Linked DNA regions of Mus musculus: region 1 is linked to region 2. Evidence: chromatin contacts called from public Hi-C data. All regions are on one chromosome and are shown on one strand. The core of a region is the stretch at or near the end of the contact, and the rest is flanking DNA. Distances in the headings are between cores, read along the strand shown.

What was found. A called contact is a pair of places that touch in the nucleus more often than the background predicts.
Region 1: a Hi-C map of the G1E-ER4 cell line shows a contact between it and region 2, with 3 times the contacts expected there. The contact joins two enhancer-like sites. A contact is called at or near these places in 2 of 39 promoter capture datasets (cranial neural crest and liver), 7 of 484 Hi-C or Micro-C datasets (the G1E-ER4 cell line, Th2 cells, embryonic stem cells and 3 more), 3 of 115 datasets of contacts at active chromatin or transcription factors (CD8 T cells, acute myeloid leukemia and embryonic stem cells) and 4 of 9 other capture datasets (adipose tissue, liver, macrophages and 1 more).

Annotation. Positions count from the first base shown.
Region 1 is chr3:79,330,813-79,335,946 of GRCm38.p6, forward strand. Gm40072 (a long non-coding RNA gene) reads right to left here. Exons shown (of 3, transcript XR_867363.1): 2 at 4,059-4,188; 3 at 3,393-3,419. Among named protein-coding and RNA genes, the nearest start is that of Gm40072, 3.2 kb to the right of the region's middle. Within about 2 kb of position 2,984, at least 5 of the 459 cell types and tissues checked have an H3K27ac peak or open chromatin away from gene starts, as enhancers often do. A contact at or near this core is called in the G1E-ER4 cell line, where this site is marked.
Region 2 is chr3:79,245,558-79,251,323 of GRCm38.p6, forward strand. 4921511C10Rik (RIKEN cDNA 4921511C10 gene) reads left to right here. Exons shown (of 3, transcript NR_045502.1): 2 at 2,620-3,004. It also overlaps a transcript of Rapgef2 not described here. Among named protein-coding and RNA genes, the nearest start is that of 4921511C10Rik, 36 kb to the left of the region's middle. Within about 2 kb of position 2,779, at least 65 of the 459 cell types and tissues checked have an H3K27ac peak or open chromatin away from gene starts, as enhancers often do. A contact at or near this core is called in the G1E-ER4 cell line, where this site is marked.

The sequences.
Region 1 (5,134 bases), core at 1,734-4,233, 85 kb after region 2:
CGTCCTCTGTGCAGGGACACCCTCGGGGCTATGGAGCAGTGTGCACGTGGACCCTATGACATCTATGGAAGTCGAATCCTGCTTTCCAGACGGACATAAAATTCATGTGGTTTTTTTCATACATTTTTAAGTAGTTCCTGACCCAAGTATACAAAATTGAGAACAGGTGACCAGTGTTTCCCAAAGAATGATAAAAATTCAGGGCATTTTAAAGAAGAAATGCCTTCAGGGAAAGTTACCTGAAAATCCCAAGCTGTGCTCAAGATTATGTGGGGAAAGACAGGCGTGGAACTTGGGGACAGAGAACATTTTAACATGGACAAGACTCTGGTTTTTGTCCCCAGAAATAAAAAAATTAATAAAAATAAAACTAGGCTTCAAAACCACGTAGTCACCACCCCATGTAACACTGTTAAATTTTATCTATGTTTTAGACCTTTATTCATATTCTCCCAATCATTTCTAAACCTGTGGGATGTGGGCAAGACTACCCAGCAGGTAAAGGCATTTGCCACCAAACCTGTCAACTTGAGTTACATTCCTGAGACTCACATGGTGGAAGGAGAGACCTGACTCTCTCAAGCTGCTCTCTGACCTCCACATGTGCATGTAAATAATAGTAAAACCAAAAATAACTTAAAGCTATTGCAGTAATATTAGGTAGTCAATAAAAATGTCTTAGAGTCTTGAAAGAATAGAAAAATAAAAAAAGCTTAATTGGCCCAGCAGGCTTTTTAAGATTACTTATTTTAAAAAAGGGTGTGTGGGGCTGGAGAGATGGCTCAGTGGGTAAGAGCACCCGACTGCTCTTCCGAAGGTCCAGAGTTCAAATCCCAGCAACCACTTGGTGGCTCACAACCACCCGTAATGAGATCTGACTCCCCCTTCTGGAGGGTCTGAAGACAGCTACAGTGTACTTATTTATAATAATAAATAAATCTTTAAAGAAAAAAAAGGGTGTGTGTGTGGTGGTGGGGGGGGAGTGGGGGATGATGACGAATGTGTGTTGAATGAATGTAGACCATTGAAACGTGACAGTGCCTCTTCTTCGTTACATCTCTTCTCTGGTAACTTTTCAGAAAGCTGTATTAGTTTGTAATAAAATTACAATAGAAAATTATTTTGGTGACAATCAGTGTCTAGTAATTTATAATATATATAAATCAAGAAAGTATACCTGGACCAGAGATGGAAACCAACCACACGGCTGCATGAGCAGTCCCGGCAGAGCGTAGAGGATGTGGCGGCGTCGGACAACAATCATCTAGTTCTGGCACGCAAAGTGAACTTAAACGGCTGTGTTGCAGAAAAAGGTTGTGATGGGAAGGCAGCCGCAAGAGAGGGCAGATGCGTGAAAGCCACTGCCGCCGCCACTACTCTGATGACTCCTGTAGAAAGAGCTTGAACCTGAGGTGGGACACAGTTGCATGCGTCTTCAGGGAAGAGACTGTTTGCATCCTAATGCATGCAGTCACTAGATTGTTGAAGTGCATACCTCTCTTCTCTCTCTTCTATTTATTTAATATATGTGAGTACACTGTCACCGTCTTCAGACACACCAGAAGAGGGCATCAGATCCCATTACAGATGGTTCTGAGCCACCACGTGGCTGCTGGGAATTGAACTCAGGACCTCTGGAAGAGCAGTCAGTGCTCTTAACCACTGAGCCATCTCTCCAGCCCAGCCTCTGCTGTCTTCTACTAAATGCAAACAGCTGTGTGAGCTGTGCAGCTAGCTATTCTTGCGAATCTAGCTTTCAGCTCATTTGTAATAGCAGTGGATTTCCCTCTCCATTGTTGTATCAATAAAGAAGAGTTAATTTCGTTTTCTTATCCAAGATAACGTTGACGTGCATTCTTTCATTTTATTCGTCCTTGCTTCCCATCTTACCCAGTGTATGCTGGACGACGGCTGAGCTATTGGCCCCTCTCCCCATCCCAACATCTGTAATTAAGTCAGTTAAATCACATTCTGCAACTAAAAGCGTGAGTGCTTTGTATGCATTGATGTATTTCTTTTTTAAGATTTAGTTACTTAGTATGATTGGTATTTTGATTATATGTCTGTCTGTGTGAGGTGCCAGATCCTCTAGGACTGGAGTTACAGACAGTTGTGAGCTGCCATGTGGGTGCTGGGAATTGAACCCCAGTCCTCTGGAAGAGCAGCCAGTGCTCCTAACCACTGAGCTATCTCTCTAGCCCCTAATTTTTTTTTTTTCCAGTTTGGGGCAAGCTAGGTTAAAAACTACCACTGAGATACACCTCCTATTTCAACTTAAAATAACTCTTAAAACTATTATTTGGGAAATTATCTCAATTAAAAAAAAAACCATGTTAGTTATTATTGCAAACATGTTTTGTTGACAACATCTTTGTAAGCCGACCAGTGTCAGCGGCCTGGGTTTACTATTACCTTGGGCTCACAGCCACTTGGCTCGAAACCAACAGAGATTCCTAAAGGAGGGAAAACCTTTGCGAACAGGCTGGCTGCTTTCTGCGCGATGAAAGAGACAAAGCTGCATACTGAGAAACTTCCTGAGAACCCTTTCCAGGTAACTGAGCATTTTGAAGTTTAGTGGGAACTAGGCCATGATGACAAGCTTTCGCTGTAAGGTTCCAGCATTCTGGTACCAGTGCAGGACAGTGACAGAGGAAACCCAAGTCCTCTCTGTACAGATAAAATGGCAGTCTCTTTTGGCTAATCTCAAGTGCAGAGTTTTGGAAGAGGCATGAGGATGTCTTCTATTCCTAGACCACCTAGAGAAAGCCAAAACAACATCTCTATGGACTGTACGATCACCTGAATGAGCCAGCATCCCTTAAAGAAGGTGGACACCCTCTCACAGTCAGCCTTTCCTTCTCTAAATGCCAATGGTTTGCGCTGTGTCACTTTTCCTTTCTGCTTTTTCTCTGGGACACGCTTGTGCTGTGACACGTATTACATCATGGCCTTTGGAACATCGAGTCTCTAACTACTGGGCTGTGCAGATCCTAGGCCAGGGCTCAGCAAAGCACAGGGAGTGGCAGCCTAGTTGAGAACTCACTGTGACCTGCTTGTTCTTCAGACCCTTCTCAAAAGTATGTTGCCAATTCTTCCTCATTGCTTGGGGTTTCATTTATCTAAGAGCACCTTGGCATTTTTCAGATTACCAAGAATCTATTGTAAAGTGACAGGGACTTAGTAAGTAGATAAGGAGAGCGAGACAGATTGCTCCTGTAGACTGTTTCCTGATATGGACGATAAACATTAGTAGACAAAAATGTAGCCAATCGGGACCCGGCAGGAGTGCTTCTAATTCAAAGTCTGATATAAACTGGGCCCCTAAGAAAACCAGAGAGAATGTGAAGAGTCTGAAAAGATGTAGCTTAGTGGCAGAGCATTTGCCTAGCCATGTGGGGTCCTGTGTTCCATCTCTAGCACTGTGGAAAAAAAAAAAAAAAAGAGTTTTTGAAATGGTAGACATGCAAATCTGTGTGTGTATAAATGGTTTTTATTTATTTCTTGCATTTATTTCTTTTTTATTTCTTTCTTATTGTAACTTTTTTCTTCCTTCTTTAAACAATAAGTTTTACCAATTCTTTGCAAATTTCAGAGAAGGCATTTGATCATATTCCCCTCCCCACCCATCCCCCAACTCCCCCCAGGTCCACCACTCTTTACTTACCTACCCAACCTTGTGGTCCCCACCACTTTCTTCCCCTTGGGAAGCCCAGTGTGTACAATGTGTGCTGTCTAAGAACTCTTGGGTATACGTCATTCACTAAAGTATGGTCAACCCACTAGGGGCCAAACATTTAAAGAAAACTGACTTTTCTTCTCCCACTAGCTATTGATTGCCAAAGGCTTTTCAACCAACAGTGAGAGTTTTGAGCTCACTTCTCAGTGCTGGGCTTTGGTCTGGCTTGAGCTTGCACGGGTTTTATGCACAATGCCACATCCACTGTGAGTTCGTATGGGTAACTTCCCTCCTCTGCCTGGTAAACACTGTCTCACTGTCGCCTAGGAATCCACAACCTCTGGCTCTTACATCCTTTACAGCTCTGATCCCATGATGATACCTGAGCCTCGGGAGAAGGGAGTGTGAGACAGGCTGAGCATCTGTGCACCATGACCAGTTGTGGGTCTCTTGTTAATCACCATCCTCTGCAAAAAGAAGCTCCTCTAACAACAGTTGAGAAATTCACTAATCTGCAGCAGGGATAAGCATACATTCACATATAAAGGAGACAGCAACCATTAGCATCATTACACAGAACAACCACACAGAGGTCTTTGTCAACTCAGCTTCTAATTTTGAGCCACATTTTAGAATTAATGGCTCAGTGGGCTAATACATCTACAGCAGTTACAAGAATAAAAGCACTTGACCTCTTATAAATTTTGGACTAGTGACCACCAGAAGCAGACTTATTTTCTGATGTAGAAATAAGCCCCTTATATATAATTGACGTAGTCAAGCAAATAGACATTTGACTCCAAATGGCAGGTGTTTAATCTCAATTGTATTGACTCAAAATAGCAGAAATGTCAAAAGAACTTCAGTGTCCATTTTATATGTTGACAGGTTATATATAGTATGTATTGCATATTGACAGTCTATATAATGTATGTTGCATGAGACAGCACGTATTGGCCACTTTGCACGTGTTGCATTTACACATTTACAACTCTGCAGTCTTGTGCATACTACAGAGATTTGGACACACAACTCCATGTGTTCCTAGTCACAGGTGTACAGGGAATCGAAATCTTTTTAAATAGTTGCTTATAAAATGATCATTTTAAAGACTTAAACATGTCTTTAAGTCTCCCTAGATAGTTTTCTAACTAGTCAAAATCTCAACAAAATCATCAAAAAACAAGACAAAACAAAACCAAAAACCAAAAACCAAACCAAAAAAAACCCACCAAGTAGTTGTGTTACTAAAACATAAAATCTTGATAGAGGCAGAGGAAGGTGGAGCTTTGTAAGTTCAAGGACAGCCTGGTTTATATAGGTCTATAAAAATCTGTCTTGCCCTAGACCTAAATCATTCCATCAGGAAGGAAGTTCAAAATTAACCTTTCAACTATATAGTTAACATTTTAATTGGATGGATGAGGTAGTTTTTTTTTTCTTTCAGTTTTAAGTTCT
Region 2 (5,766 bases), core at 1,529-4,028:
TCCATACACATACATACACATGTACACACACACATATGTGTATATATACTTACAAACCAAGAGAGTGGTTTATATACTATGTGTTTACATAAAGCTATATAATTGGTTTCTGGACAAATAAAATGTGCCTGTGATTCTGAGATCACCTTCACACTCCTACCACTAATTTCTACCAAAGCAGAACTTGTCTCCATTCACTTGCTCTAATGCACAATTTCTTTTCAACACTAATTTCTCTGTTGGGGGAGGGGTGCACACATACTCAGGTATATACACTTGCCACAGTGCATGTGGAAGTCAGAGAAAAACTTGAGGAAGTCAGTTCTCTCCTTCCACCATGTGGAGCCCAGGGATTGAACACAGGTCAACTTGGGGGCAATTGTCTTTACTTTTGGAGTGATCTCACTGGCCCAAATGTAGAATTCTTAAACAGCAAGGAACCTGAATCTAGAGTAGAGTCTTCTCTGAGAGCCTAAGCGAGTCATAAATCTCTCTCTGTACCTGACTCCAAATATATATATATATATATAAACGCTTTTCTGGGCTGTGCCTGGGTTGCACGCCTGTAATCACATCCTGAGACAAGATCCAAGTTCAAAACCCTTCTGGGCTACAAAGTCAGTTCAAGACACCCTGGATAAGGCAGTGAGACTTTACCTCAAAATTAAAATTAACCTGTGGGGAGGGTGTTTGCTGAAGATTTAGCTCTGTAGTATGATGGTGGCTTAAAATGTATGAAGCCCTAGATTCAATCCCCAGTATAACAAGAAGGAAAGGAGGGAGGGAGGGAAGGAGTCTGCTATGTCCTTAGTTGATCATTAATTCAATCTGCTATCACCAAAAACGGTTTACTAAACAAATTCACTACACTGACAGACAAACTGCATTACCAACCACTAGTTCTAAGTGCTTGAAGTAACCCCCTGTTTCTGGAGCAATCTAAAGTGAAGGCTGGGGGGCCGGGGGGGGGGGGGGGGAGGGGGAGCAGCGATGGTAATCTGCACTTGGTGACACCAGATGTAATCATTCCCCAAAACAAAACCAACTTACGAGTGCAAGCATTTCAGAAGATGGAAATGTTCAAGGCAGTGTGTTAGTCGATAATACAGTGTGCTTGCTTCCTTTCCTCCTTAGAGAACAAAGAGGAAAAGCCACATAACAGAGGTTCCAGTAAGGGAAGGAACCAGCTACTGTAACTGTCCTTTCTAAATCCTACCTGCCTACTACAGACTGACAGTCTCCTATTTAGTCCACAGAGAATTCTGACCGCTAGGAGAAAACATTCACTTCTTTAAATTATAACATCATATATTAATAGCAGTGGAACCCTAAGATCCTGGAGCTAGAATAGCCCCAACTTACTAAAAGCACTCCTGTCTAAAGGAGACTATCAATCATCTATTAAAAGGTAAGTCTTTATCTACCAGCCAGCGTGCATGCCCTTGTTAGCGGCAGCACTTAGGGACTGAGAGGATTAGAAACAGTGTAACAAATTAAAGCACAGTTCTTTGTTCCCTCAAACACTAAACAAACAGCTAACATATATGCTTCCTTCCTTCCACGTACTGAAATGTGTTCACCTTATTGTAAAGTTGGCTAATTCTCAACTGAATTTAAAATCAAACCTTCACTTATAAGTTTACATAGCATCCTTCCTGGAACGCCCTACCTTTCTTCTAAAGTCTAGATAGATCCTTTCTTAAAGAAACAGCAAGATTCGATGTCAGGGTTTGGGGGTGGGGATGCTATACATGCCAGGAAAAGCTCAGCCCTCCTGTGCTGATAGTTCCTCACCATATACAGACACTGGAGGCTCAGTCTAAAGAAAAAAGGATCTAAAGAAAAAGGACCCCTCTAGTCTCTAACTATATTCCTCAATTACTAAGCCATGTCATACTCAGCCAGGAATGGTGGTGCATGCCTATAACCCTAGCACTTGAAAGACAAGAGGCTGAGGCAGGATGATCACAAGGTCGTGGCTAGACATGACTACTACTACATGACTCTGACTCTCCTGGCCCCTTACCGCACATGCACACATGGCCACACAAACATGTCCACACATGCGCACACGCGCACATACAATTGACTGATTTTAATATTTAATAATAAGGCATCCTCATCTGTGTTTCTGTAAAGTGAGGAACAGCAGTCCTCAGACTAAGCTCCAAATTAAAATCGCCCAGGGAAGCTTCAAAGGCCCAGCCGCTGCCTGGGAATACAGTTCCGGGACGAGTACTTGCCCACTGGGTGGGGTCCCGAACTAGCTACCTGTCAGCACAGAACTAAAAATAAGAGAGTGTCATGCATGCCTTGACAGCACAAGTACCTACACTTAGCACGTGCCAGTCTGTGCACATCTGTTTCTGGTTCTGTGAGGGGATGCTAGAAGGAACATCCCAGAAGCAACAACACTCCCTGCACCCTGGTGCTAGAAAGAACCTGTCTTCTTTCAAGATCTCCCTGGTCCTAGGGCTGGACTGGAAAATGAGCCCACAGCACTGTGTGGACAGGAATGCGCTGAAAGGGCTGGGAAAGTGTGAGAAATACCATGTAATGTGATAATCTAGAGTCACTATGCCCAAATCCATGCTGAGATGAATAAAATCTAATTCACAGAATTCAAATGCGGTACTGCAGTCTACACGGACGCTCCATCCTCCCTCCAGGAAGGAAGCTTAACTCTCCACCCCTTGAGAGACTTGCATCCAAAGGACAGAAGCTCTGGTCAGGGCATGTTCTGAAAGAGACGTGACAAGTGCTAACTCAGCCAGCAGTCATGGTCTGCACCAACAATGTGAAGCGGGAAGTGGTTTCTTTATATCTGTGATCTCAGGAGCACCCATAACCACGGCCCATCGAGGAGGAAAAACATCAGAGAAATGCCAAAGGATGGATATCTACCACTAATCCTCAGGTTGTCAAAGAAAACGCAGGTCGGAAGAGTCAGCCGTCTGAGAAGATAAGGCACTGACTGAAGGGTCCGGAGTACAAGGATAAACCGGTAAGGAAACAGTAGGATTTAATACAATCCAAGCTTGGTTAACGAAATACGCCAATGGCCATCTTAATAATTCTTCAACAGCTTACATTCTGTACCTAATGTGAATCCATAAAAGTTAGGGTGTCCCATGAATCACTTATAAACTCATAGCCACACTGGATTTCCAACATTGTATACTTAGTATATATATGTATTGCATGCTTGCTGAGCATGCAGAGGCCCTGTGTGCTGTGGTGCAGCCTGTAAGTCTCAGCACTACTGTAAGGTGGAGGAAGGAAGACTGATGTAGAGAGCAAAGCTACCCTGGGCTACAGTGTGACACAGTGACAAAAAAAAAAGAAAGAAAAAGAGAAAGAGAAACAATTGTTTTTAAAAAGTCATTCTAACAACCTTGTAAAACCTCTTTGATAAGCAGTTTTACGAAGATATAACGTCTGACTCAGCTACAGCGACTGTGAAGGTAACCACGCTGATCACACAGCTTACAGCTCTTCACACAGAACAGTCTGTGTGTGGCATAGAAAACCAGTGGAGGGCAGATGTCAGTCAGCACTGGGGGTCCTCTTCAATCCCACTGCACTGCATTGACCAAGTCAGAGTATCTCACTAAACCCACACAGCTCGCCCATTCAGCTAGTCTGGCTAGCCAGGGTGTGCCAAGGGTCTTCTACCCAAGTGCTGGGGTAACAAGTGGGCACACACACTCTCAGCCTTTTATGTGAGTTGTAAGGCTCCAAACTCTGGTCCTCTCAAATGCACAGCAATGGTCTTAATCACTGAGCCAACTCCCCAGAGCTCCCTAAACAAAGCTCAATGCACATCTATTCCACAGACTTCCCAAGACTACACAGGAAAGGCTTCCACCAAAAGTAGAACAAACACCAGCATTTTTCAAAAGCAAAATTAGAAAAAATGAAAATATGGAGATTAGGGGAAACAGAAATAGAAAGGAAAAAAAAATCCTCCTGACTTATTACAAAATGCATAAGGATTCTTGTTTTTATAATAAATATCTATGTTGATAAAACAGGCTCAGTGAACAAATAATGTACGCCCTTCCCTATTGTTGGGATCCATTCTCACAACACTTGAAAACCATTTTGGTTTGGGCTTTTCATTATGTATTGGTTTGTTCTTTGAAACAACATCTCCCTATGGAGCTCAGACTAGACTCCTGCCTCAACCACCCATGTGCTATGATTACAGAGGTTTGTCACCATGCCTTGAGTCTGTCCACAAGCCCCACCTCTGACCACTGCAGCAGCCTGACCAACCACTGTGCTTCCATGCCTCTGAAAGTGGGTGATGAGCATCGCACAGCAAAGGTGATCCCACGGGGCCTTAACACACACCCTGGCACGAGAAAAAAAAAAGCCAGAAACTGTTAATAAGTACTACAATTACTAAGATAGAAAACTAATTCAAAATACTAAAAATAAAAAAAAACTAAACTATAGAATTGTTTAAGATGATCTTTTATTTATTGAGCAATACACTTTACCCTCAGTAACCAAATACATTTCTTTTCCATTTCTGAAGGAATCATAAAGTATTCTAGTTAAGTCAGCCCTTCCCCCACAGCAGCTGTTGTGTGAAACTGACTCAAAAAATGTAGACATAGAACTGAAATATTTGATCATCTGCCCCAAACCACTTGCCAACGTGCCTGTAGGATTTTCCATCCCATAATTTATTTTCAAAATAAACTGCTTACTGGTTTCATCAGAAATCTACTGAGTTTCAATATATGTGAGAAAATGGTCCTCACTTGTCAAACTTATAAAAAAAATCAATTATCTTCTGACTTTAGCAGAAGAAAGAAATAAAAAGCATGATATTACTATGATCTACAGGTTCTAAATAACATCACAGGAAAGAAAAATAAATATCCACATTAAACCACTTTAAAAGCTGTTCCAAATAGCATTCTCTGTATAAAAGGAAAATAGATATTTCTGGGTGAAATAAATAAAACTATTGAAACTACCTTTTAATACCATCCAGTAAAAAATAGGAAAATACATCAAAATCACAATCAAGGAAATGCTATCTAACATTAATATATTTCTCAGATCAGCCAAATTGAAAGTTTATTAAAATTCATTGCAGGGTTGGATTCTTCCAAACTGTTGTCAGAAATATAAATAGGTACTGCTTATTCCATGAGCCATGTGGCAATATCTAGCAAAATATTAAATATATGCATACACATTCAGCAATTCCACTAGTAGGAATTGAATCCATAATCATCTCACAAAATATATCTTTGCAGTATCTTGAATGAGAATGCCCCCTTAGGCTCATAAGGAATAGATCTATCTGAACAGATTAGAAGGATTAGGAAATGTGCCCTTGAAGAAGGAAGTGTCACTAAGGGGTGGATTTTGAGGTTTCAAAATCCCAAGTCAGTCCCAGTCATTCACTCAGTCTCTGTCTCTGTCTCTGTCTCTGTGTGTGTGTGTGTGTCTTTGGATCAGGATGTAATGGTCTCAGATACTGCTGCCACACTTGTGCGCATGCTATGGTGCTCCCTGCCATAATTATAATGGACTAAACCTCTAAAACTGTAAGTAAGCTTCCAATTAAATGCTTCCTTTCATAAGAGTTGCAATGGTCATAGTACCTCTTCAAAGCAACAGAACACGGACTAAGGCAATCTACAAATGCATGCATGCACACGGTATGTGTACTCAAAGTCTGTGAAAATACTTAACTATCCACCTTAAGGACTGCCAAAACAACACGCATGCAGAGGAAGGCTG